2 separate regions of the Anas platyrhynchos genome follow, and region 1 is linked to region 2. Evidence: chromatin contacts called from public Hi-C data. All regions are on one chromosome and are shown on one strand. Each heading gives the region's core, a stretch centred on a gene start, on an enhancer-like site or on the middle of the called end of the contact. The rest is flanking DNA. Distances are from core to core; before and after follow the strand shown. Region 1 overlaps LPIN2 (lipin 2). Region 2 overlaps MYOM1 (myomesin 1).

Region 1 (4,321 bases), core at 271-2,770, 75 kb after region 2:
TTAAGTAAGTGTGTAAAATCTAAGTATTTATGTATTTTAATATATAATGATAATTTTTTTCTATGTCCATAAGATAAATTAGCATTAGCATTCCAAAAGAGGTTCAGTACAAGCATGCTGCTAATGGAGGAAATATTTCTTCTTTCTTTCATAGTAATGTCTTAAAATAACTTTTTGCATTTTACACTGAAGTTACAGGCTCATCTTTCTTGTATTATTTGCACTGTGTAGCCATGATGCAAACTTACAGATGAATTGTGTGGCCAGCAGCAAGTCTAAGTGAGGGTTTTGGTAGTATTAGCTGGCTGTAGAGAGTGGTATCACTTAAGTTATCATGAATTCCTAGTTCAGTATTAACTTACATGGTATCAGAGACCTTCTAAACTTGCAATATTTAAAAACATTTGATTCTGTAATAATTAACTTGTTTACAGGTGTGCTGCAAACAATTAATTCTTTAAGCTCTACACTTCTTCCTTTAGATCTTGGATTTTTAATAGCACGTAAAGTCACTTTTCTAACTGAATTAGTAATGCAGATTTCTTACAGTTGACTTATTAAATGTCTCATGTTATTTCTACAGAGGATCCTCAAATTCATCACCAAAAGGCGAAGAACAAAAAGAATCCTTGATTTATCACTCAACGGATCATTACCCCTTATCTGATGGAGACTGGTCTCCTCTGGATAAGTAAGTCACTTTGTAATGTCATTGTGCATATAAAGATGAATGATTATAATAAATGTGCCTTTTTATTATTATTTTTTAATTCTTGATCTGTAATACTATCCAACTCGTCTAAGTTCTGTGATACCCAATGTGGCGTAAGCTGCTTATTTGGAACTTTGGGGAATTTTCCACTCTATGTATTAAACCAAATTTTCATCTTTTTCCTCACATGAACAAAATATTCTTGCTCAAATTCACTATCAAAGAAAGAAAATACCTTTCTCAACAAAATCTTATTAATTGTACGAAAAGTTCCTGTGTTCCCATGACTCACACTAGCATAAGTAACATTTGATATGCCATAAGGCAGAAGCACTGGGTATGTAAGTTCGAACTTGTCAGGTGCAAATTACTTGAGGTAAAGCGAGGTCCTGAGTTCGGATCATTGCAGCACAGAACAGAGGATTTACTAGGTACCGGAACACTAACCCAGAGATACCAGAAGCACCATCTGTTGATTGTGGATTCTTACAGATGGCATGATAAGGCTCACCAGTCAATTTTCAGTTAGTGACTGGGGCATTTATGAGCTTTTTCAAGACTCATTCTTCAGAAGTTTGGCTTTACCACTCTAACACTACTCTCTATTAGTGTAAGTAGATGCAAACCTTGAGGTGAATTTTACCTGAACACTGAGCATAGGGAAGGGCGTGTATGTAGCAGCAGATGCTGATCAGCATGCTATGATTCATGTCAACTCTGGTGAGTGTCTAGTTTTACTGCTTTTCAGTTTGAGGAGTCTACCTCACAGCAGATACTTTCATGGTGTCATTCGTGGTGACCATTACTGGTCAGCCCTGTGTGGTGGCCATTGTTGCATTTTTAGCTGCTCAGTGTACCAGGTGCCTATGTTTCTTTACTCATACAGCAGAATAGATTAAGCTTCAGAAAATACTTAAAAATAATCTCCCTGCTTTGGGTGTTTTCCAGGGCCATGGCCTCAGTAAGTCTGAATGCACCACACCATGCTTGGTGCCTGCTAATTCCCCAATTCCCCCAGTCATAGCTTGTTAATGAACAGAAGCCTCTCAGAAGCAGTTGGACAGGAAATCCCATTATTGTTCCTTTTTATGTTTTGGGCTGACATCCACATCCTCAATTGTGCTTAATAAGTGTAGTGTTCAAATGTTCCCTAAAGGTTTGTGGTTGAAAAGCATCCACAGTGCTTGACCCTGAATGATACAGTGCCACATGGATTATATCATCTAGTTAATTGTAACATCAAGTCCTTCATCAAGACAGGCTGGTACTTCTTTTCAGTTTATCGAACTCTAGCTAACATAGGCTAGCAGATTATATCTAGGAGACAAGATCCTTTCAGTGCTAATCTCCTTTCTTCTTTACATGTTTATTGAGATAGTCTTCTATAGCAATTTGTCTGTGAATCTTGTGAGACGTCTGGACTGTCTGTTTTTTGATTTCTTTTTTTTTTTTTTAGCAAGAAGCTTTCCAGTAATAAAGAAATCAACAATTTTTATTTCCCTTTTTTTTTTGGGGGGGGGGGGGAAATCTATCTGGGAAAAGGGAAGTTTTACATTGAATTATTTCTCCTGAGCCACCAAAGAAAGATTCTTTAATGCATATATCATACAGTGAAAGAAATTAGAGGTTATAATAACCGTTTGTTTTTTTTTGGGGGGGGGGGGGGGGAGATCTGGAACAGCTAATAGTCTTTTTTTTTTTTTAAATTAATATGGTAACTTCAGCTGTTACCATATCTCAAAAAGAGGATTACTTCAGAAGTTAATCTTTGAGATGTTTTCATATGAAAGTTTTACAGGGCATAGATATGTTTGATTGTGAATATAGTGTTTGTGATTTCTGGTCTTGTCTTTTAATTAATGCAGCCTTGAAAATTTTTACTGCAGGTACTGCCTATCACAATAAATCATCTCCAGTGGTATCTGGGTGACTGGTTGGTAAATTGCCACGTAAGGGAGTAGGTTCTCCGTTTCTTGGTTAGCCTGTGTCAGTTTTCCCACAGCATTCTCCTCAAGAAACTGGCTGCTCTTGGCTTGGACTGGCGCACGCTTCGTTGGGTTAGAAACTGGCTGGATAGCCGGGCCCAAAGAGTTGTGGTGTATGGAGCCAAGTCCAGTTGGAGGCCAGTCACTAGTGGCGTCCCCCAGGGCTCGGTGCTGGGGCCGGTCCTCTTTAACATCTTCATCAATGATCTGGATGACGGCATTGAGTGCACCCTCAGTAAGTTCGCAGATGACACCAAGCTAGGTGCGTGTGTCGATCTGCTCGAGGGTAGGAAGGCTCTGCAGGAGGATCTGGATAGGCTGCACCGATGGGCTGAGGTCAACTGTATGAAGTTCAACAAGGCCAAGTGCCGGGTCCTGCACCTGGGGCGCAATAACCCCAAGCAGAACTACAGGCTGGGAGAGGAATGGTTGGAGAGCTGCCAGGCAGAGAAGGACCTGGGAGTGATGGTGGACAGTCGGCTGAATATGAGCCAGCAGTGTGCTCAGGTGGCCAAGAAGGCCAACGGCATCCTGGCTTGTATCAGAAACACTGTGACCAGCAGGGCTAGGGAGGTGATCGTCCCCCTGTACTCGGCTCTGGTGAGGCCGCACCTCGAGTACTGTGTTCAGTTTTGGGCCCCTCGCTACAAGAAGGACATCGAGGTGCTTGAGCGGGTCCAAAGAAGGGCGACGAAGCTGGTGAGGGGCCTGGAGAGCAAGTCCTATGAGGAGCGGCTGAAGGAGCTGGGCTTGTTCAGCCTAGAGAAGAGGAGGCTCAGGGGTGACCTTATTGCTCTGTATAAGTACATTAAAGGAGGCTGTAGAGAGGTGGGGGTTGGCCTGTTCTCCCATGTGCCTGGTGACAGGACGAGGGTGAATGGGCTAAAGTTATGCCAGGGGAGTTTTAGGTTAGATGTTAGGAAGAATTTCTTTACTGAAAGGGTTGTGAGGCACTGGAACGGGCTGCCCAGGGAGGTGGTGGAGTCACCATCCCTGGAAGTCTTCAAAAGACATTTAGATGTAGAGCTTAGGGATATGGTTTAGTGGGGACTGTTAGTGTTAGGTTAGAGGTTGGACTCGATGATCTTGAGGTCTCTTCCAACCTAGAAATTCTGTGATTCTGTGAGTTTGGATGTCAGTGTTCTTCCTATCCTAGTGCACAGCATTAACTGAAGTGACTCAAATCTGGCAGCTAGATACATCTCTCACTTCTGCAGTTGTATATAAGTGCTGAGAAATCTAATCCCTTATTTGTCTTTTTTTCTATATACAACAGCGTATATGGGTATATTTTCTTTTGCACAGAACAGTATGACCAGCTGTACCCATCCTAATGCTTAGGTACCATCTGAGGGATAAATTCACTTGAGTCCCAAAGCAAATCTGCCTTTGGTTGCTCAAAACCCTGTCTAGCCTGGCCTTGAACACTTCCAGGGATGGGGCACCCACAGCTTCTCTGAGCAGTAGTCCATCCCCAAATGGAAACTTCATGGCTAGTGTGAGTCTATATTTGGACTGTACATGTTGAAGAATTTTAGCTACTAATCCACACTTTACAAATGTGGAAGAAAGTTGAGTCATTTAAGGTAACAGAAGTCTAGGGGAAAGATGCTAAGTAAATCAT
Region 2 (4,386 bases), core at 675-3,174:
GGTGTTCCTGTTCAATTCAAAGCCATGTTACTGTTCTCCAGCACATCACCATAAATCAACTGCAGTGCTTTGGTATAAACTGCCCAGCAGCAAATGCCAATTTTCTATCATGTGAATACATGGATATAGCATGGCCTGTGGTGCATATTCCCCCAAGTGGCCAAGTTTACTTTCCACCTTGCAATGTTGCCTTGTCATGCCCTTCAGCCCCACAGACACAGCAGCATGTCCTTTTGTGGGCCCTGTGGGGCAAGGCAGTCTCTTTATTTCTGCAATACCAAACACAGCTTCCTTTGGGTTGTTTGAGCAGCAGCACACACCCAGGTCCACCTAACGAAATCGGTATCTTTCTAGCATAGGATTCTAGAAGATGTGGTCAGATACTAAGCTCAGGGCTGTTAGAAATGTTCCCTGCTGCCCTTTGGCAAATTGCAAATTCTGCCTGTGGATCAGTTACTGAGAAAACAGTGTTGAAAGCACTCAGCTTCCTCACAGAGCCTTGCAGAGGAGAAATCCATTAAAGAGCATACATTTGCTTGTCTTTGGTAGTGTTTGATTTCAGGGTAGGTATTTAGACACCCAGATATTCAGCCAGGCTAGCCCTTGCAGCATGAGCAAGCCACCTAAAGCAGCAGGAACAGTCTGTGCTAAAGCTAAAACTAGGGCATCCTTCACGCTGAGCAGAAACCTGGACCACGAAACCACCCTGAGTAAGACCGTAACACTTGCCAGAAAACAGAAGTTTGCATGTACTGAGAAATCTAGGCTTCCCCCTAACATTTACTTCAGCAGGTATCAATAAAAAATCAGCAGCAATAAAATGCATCTCCTGAGCTGCTGGTTCCTTTTCCTGCTGCCCTTGTGGCTGGATGCTGGGAAGCCACCTACAAGGGCTCCTGGAGTGATGGCTCCTGCTGGATCCTTGAGCAGGAATCGTTACACTCCCTGCTGCTGGTTCTCTTCTTTCTGCCAAAAAAAACTGCGTCTCACCAGGGTGTGAGGCTTAGCAGTGGAATGAGCACCACATTGCTGGGTCTTAAGATTACAACATTTGCAACCACAGCACCATCTGAAGTAGGGCTTCAAATTCTTCAACTTTGAAGCTGGGTTTCTGACTTCAGTCATATTCACAGCTCTCTGTGTTCTGGGTTGGTCACAGATGAAATCTGAACAGAGGCTTCCACGCACCATGAAGTCTGCTATTTCTCTGGCTGTACAGTAGGGCACCGTGCATGCAGGATGAGCTCTGCTCCTGGCAACTGCCAAGGATACACGTATTTCATGTCCCTTCAAGTATGCTGAAGCTGACACTCCCCAAGCCTCCCAGAGCATTCTTTGAAGGGTTGAACAGTGGAGTGAGTTCTGTCTGTGTCCCCTCCCCAGTTCGGGAAAGACGGAGCACAGCTGCAGGGGATTCAGTGCATAGGCAGGTGGCACTTCGACCCTGACCCCTTCTGCAGCTGCTTTGGTGTCACCAGCAGACACCAGTGCTGGGGAAGCTGGCTTGCCTCAGGCAATGAATGTGAACGGATGGTGAAACTAAAGGTCTGGGTGCCTGGAGTCTGTGTTTTCCCCTTCCCAGCTCTACTCCTTCCTGCTGTTTGTATGTTTCAGGTGTGAGGTTGGCACCACCCACTGGACCCAGTGCAATGAGACTCCCGTGAAGTTTGCCCGTTTTCCTGTCACTGGTCTGATTGAGGGCCGCTCCTACATCTTCCGAGTCCGAGCGGTGAACAAAGCTGGCATTAGCCTACCGTCACGGGTGTCTGAGCCTGTGGCTGCCCTGGATCCTGCTGACAGAGCCAGGCTTAGAAGTAAGACATGTTTTTTGTAGCTTGCCTGAAAGGCTTAAGAAGCTGTATGAAAAATAAATAAATAAAAAGTCTGACTATTTACTCTTAAGCCTTCAAAATCCCACTAGAGGGAGCAATGCAAAAACAAAATATTCTTTGGAGACAACGTTTGCCAAGAAGGATTCATCTCAGTGCTCTTTGCACAAAGCGCTCCAACAGCTTGAATGGCTTTGCTGGCTACAGTGCTGCACTCTGGACTTGCAGAAAGCAGGGAAAAGGCACAGGAGAGTAAACTGCCTGAAGAGACTTGCTTTTGTTCCACCAGCAAAATAGCTGAGTGGATCCTGTGAATAGTCACCCTCTGTGCTGCAGGCAAGGGTGGCTGATTCTGCACTCATGTGATGACCAAAGTCTTTCAATAACATCAGCAAAATATCAGGGCAGCCCAACAGATTATTGATCCCAAGCCCTCTGCTTAACTGTTAACTTTTTACAAGTCGAGCATATTTCTCCTGTAGCCTGGAGACGTCCTAGACACAAAGGCCTTGGTGATGAGTTTATCTAAAAGTTTGCTTCAAATTCCCCTTCTCCACCCACATCCCAAAATCACATGCCTGAAATCCAGGTATTTCTACTCATCACTGAAGTTTTACTATTTAAAATGGCCAGGTATGACACTACTAGGAAATACTGTGGTCACACGTGAAACCTGAAATCTGGGAGGGCTTTTGCTTTTCACTGGGAAGTGTGGAAGCTGTCTCAGGAGAGGGAGTCTGATTTTGGTGACCTGTTGCATCTCCTTTTCTCCCTCATGATCCACTTTTCTTCCCATCTGCTCCATCTCTACTCTAATTTCCAAAACAAATCAGCCAATGTAAGGTGAAGCACACGGAGGTGGAGAACAGCAGTTGCAAAAATTATCTCTGAAAATGCATTGACCTGGCTGACAGCATTGAGCTACATAGCTGTGATAATATGATAATGCAAAGGCACTGAGAGAGCCACCCAAAGCATATCAAGTTGGTGTGTTGAGTCAGGCTGAGTAATTTCTGTCTGTGACTATGACCCTTGTTCTGAAAGCTGGAAATGTGAGGGAAAGTGGGTTAAAAAGAGACGAAGAGCAGCCTTGCCTCTTCCTTTAATGAGTGAGCTTATAAACCAAATGAACAGAGTATGGAAAATGAAGTTAATTCTCTAAAAACAAGTGAGCTTAATACCTCTGAGTGAGCTAAATACCTCTGCTTGTCACTTAAGTGACTTCAGAGAAATTTCAGCAAGGAATATGTGCCTCTGTTGATTAATTTTTTCTTGATGTATTGATTACAGAACTGCTTTAAACTAGGTTTGAGTATCCTTACATGAGTAACAGTCACAGCAGTCACCAAGAACTGAGCTCATGTGAATCCTGCAAATGTTAGTTTTGAACCACAAAGGACTCAGTTTGCTCAATATTTCAAAAGTTCATGAAAGTTCTCATTTCCATCCTCTCTATGACATCTGTTTCAGGTCACCCTTCCGCTCCCTGGACAGGACAGATTATTGTCACTGAGGAAGAACCTGCAGGTAAACACAGCCCTTTTGCCTACAAAAGTCTGGCTGAGTAACTAGGAAAACTTCCATCGAGTTCAATGGACTTTGGCACACACCCAAAGTTCGTTGTTCTGAAGAGTCACTCAACCTTGAACAGCTCCGGCTTTAGGTTTCGTTATTCAGGACTTAATAAATAAACATGTTTAACATTAAAACAATGACATTTAAAACCAGTACATAGATTGCTTTAAATACTATGTTTTCTAAAAATATCAGGTGCCAAGATATGTTAATACCTGTCCTATACTTTAATCACAGCACTGATTCTGATACAAATATGAAGGAATTCATACTCATTTCCATTTCCTACTCTTCTCCCCTGTAATTCAGAGGGTGTTGTTCCTGGTCCACCTACAGACCTCCAAGTTATTGAAGCCACAAAGAACTATGTTGTGCTTAGCTGGAAACCTCCTGGACAGCGGGGCCATGAGGGTATCATGTACTTTGTGGAAAAGGTAAAACCGGAGAAAATCAGAATCATGTTGTGGCAATCTTTTTTAACGTTTTCTTTACCAGCTTTTCTGGAATTTTATTTCCACTTTCAAACTCAGGCTAGGACTAGATGTTTATTGACATAATTGTTGCTGTAGATTAAGATAAAGTAGGAGAAAAAAAAAGATGATACATGTAATTACAAAAATGGATGTAGAATGTGTCACACACTGTAATAGCCTTTCATGAACTGTGTCATTGACTGGCCATAGAGTAGATAGGCTGGCAAACCCACTCTATAATGAGAAAGCACAGGGCAAAATCAGAGCTGTATATATATCGTTCGTATAAAAGAAGCTTGTCTTGAGGGACAGACTGTTAACATTTTGGAGGGAGACATTCTGTGAGAGAGTTTCTTGGCATCAGCACTTTCTTCTCCAGCTGCCTTTTCATATTTATTTTCTTCGTTAGCTTTCCATTCGCTTCACCAACAAAGGTGACAATTTTTATTTTTCTAGAACAGAATCACTTTTAATTTCAATGTCCTGCTTTTCTGAGCTGTTTTTCACAT

What was found. Hi-C and Micro-C count contacts between places; a contact is called where the count stands out from the background.
Region 1: a Hi-C map of F1 follicle shows a contact between it and region 2, with 2.2 times the contacts expected there. The contact joins two enhancer-like sites. A contact is called at or near these places in 4 of 8 Hi-C or Micro-C datasets (F1 follicle, liver, skeletal muscle and 1 more).

Annotation. Positions count from the first base shown.
Region 1 is chr2:52,943,986-52,948,306 of IASCAAS_PekinDuck_T2T, forward strand. LPIN2 (lipin 2) reads left to right here. Exons shown (of 20, transcript XM_027451995.3): 5 at 584-691. Among named protein-coding and RNA genes, the nearest start is that of LPIN2, 26 kb to the left of the region's middle. Within about 2 kb of position 1,521, at least 1 of the 8 cell types and tissues checked has an H3K27ac peak or open chromatin away from gene starts, as enhancers often do.
Region 2 is chr2:52,869,022-52,873,407 of IASCAAS_PekinDuck_T2T, forward strand. MYOM1 (myomesin 1) reads left to right here. Exons shown (of 40, transcript XM_038174639.2): 12 at 1,615-1,814; 13 at 3,300-3,356; 14 at 3,714-3,838. Among named protein-coding and RNA genes, the nearest start is that of MYOM1, 33 kb to the left of the region's middle. Within about 2 kb of position 1,925, at least 2 of the 8 cell types and tissues checked have an H3K27ac peak or open chromatin away from gene starts, as enhancers often do.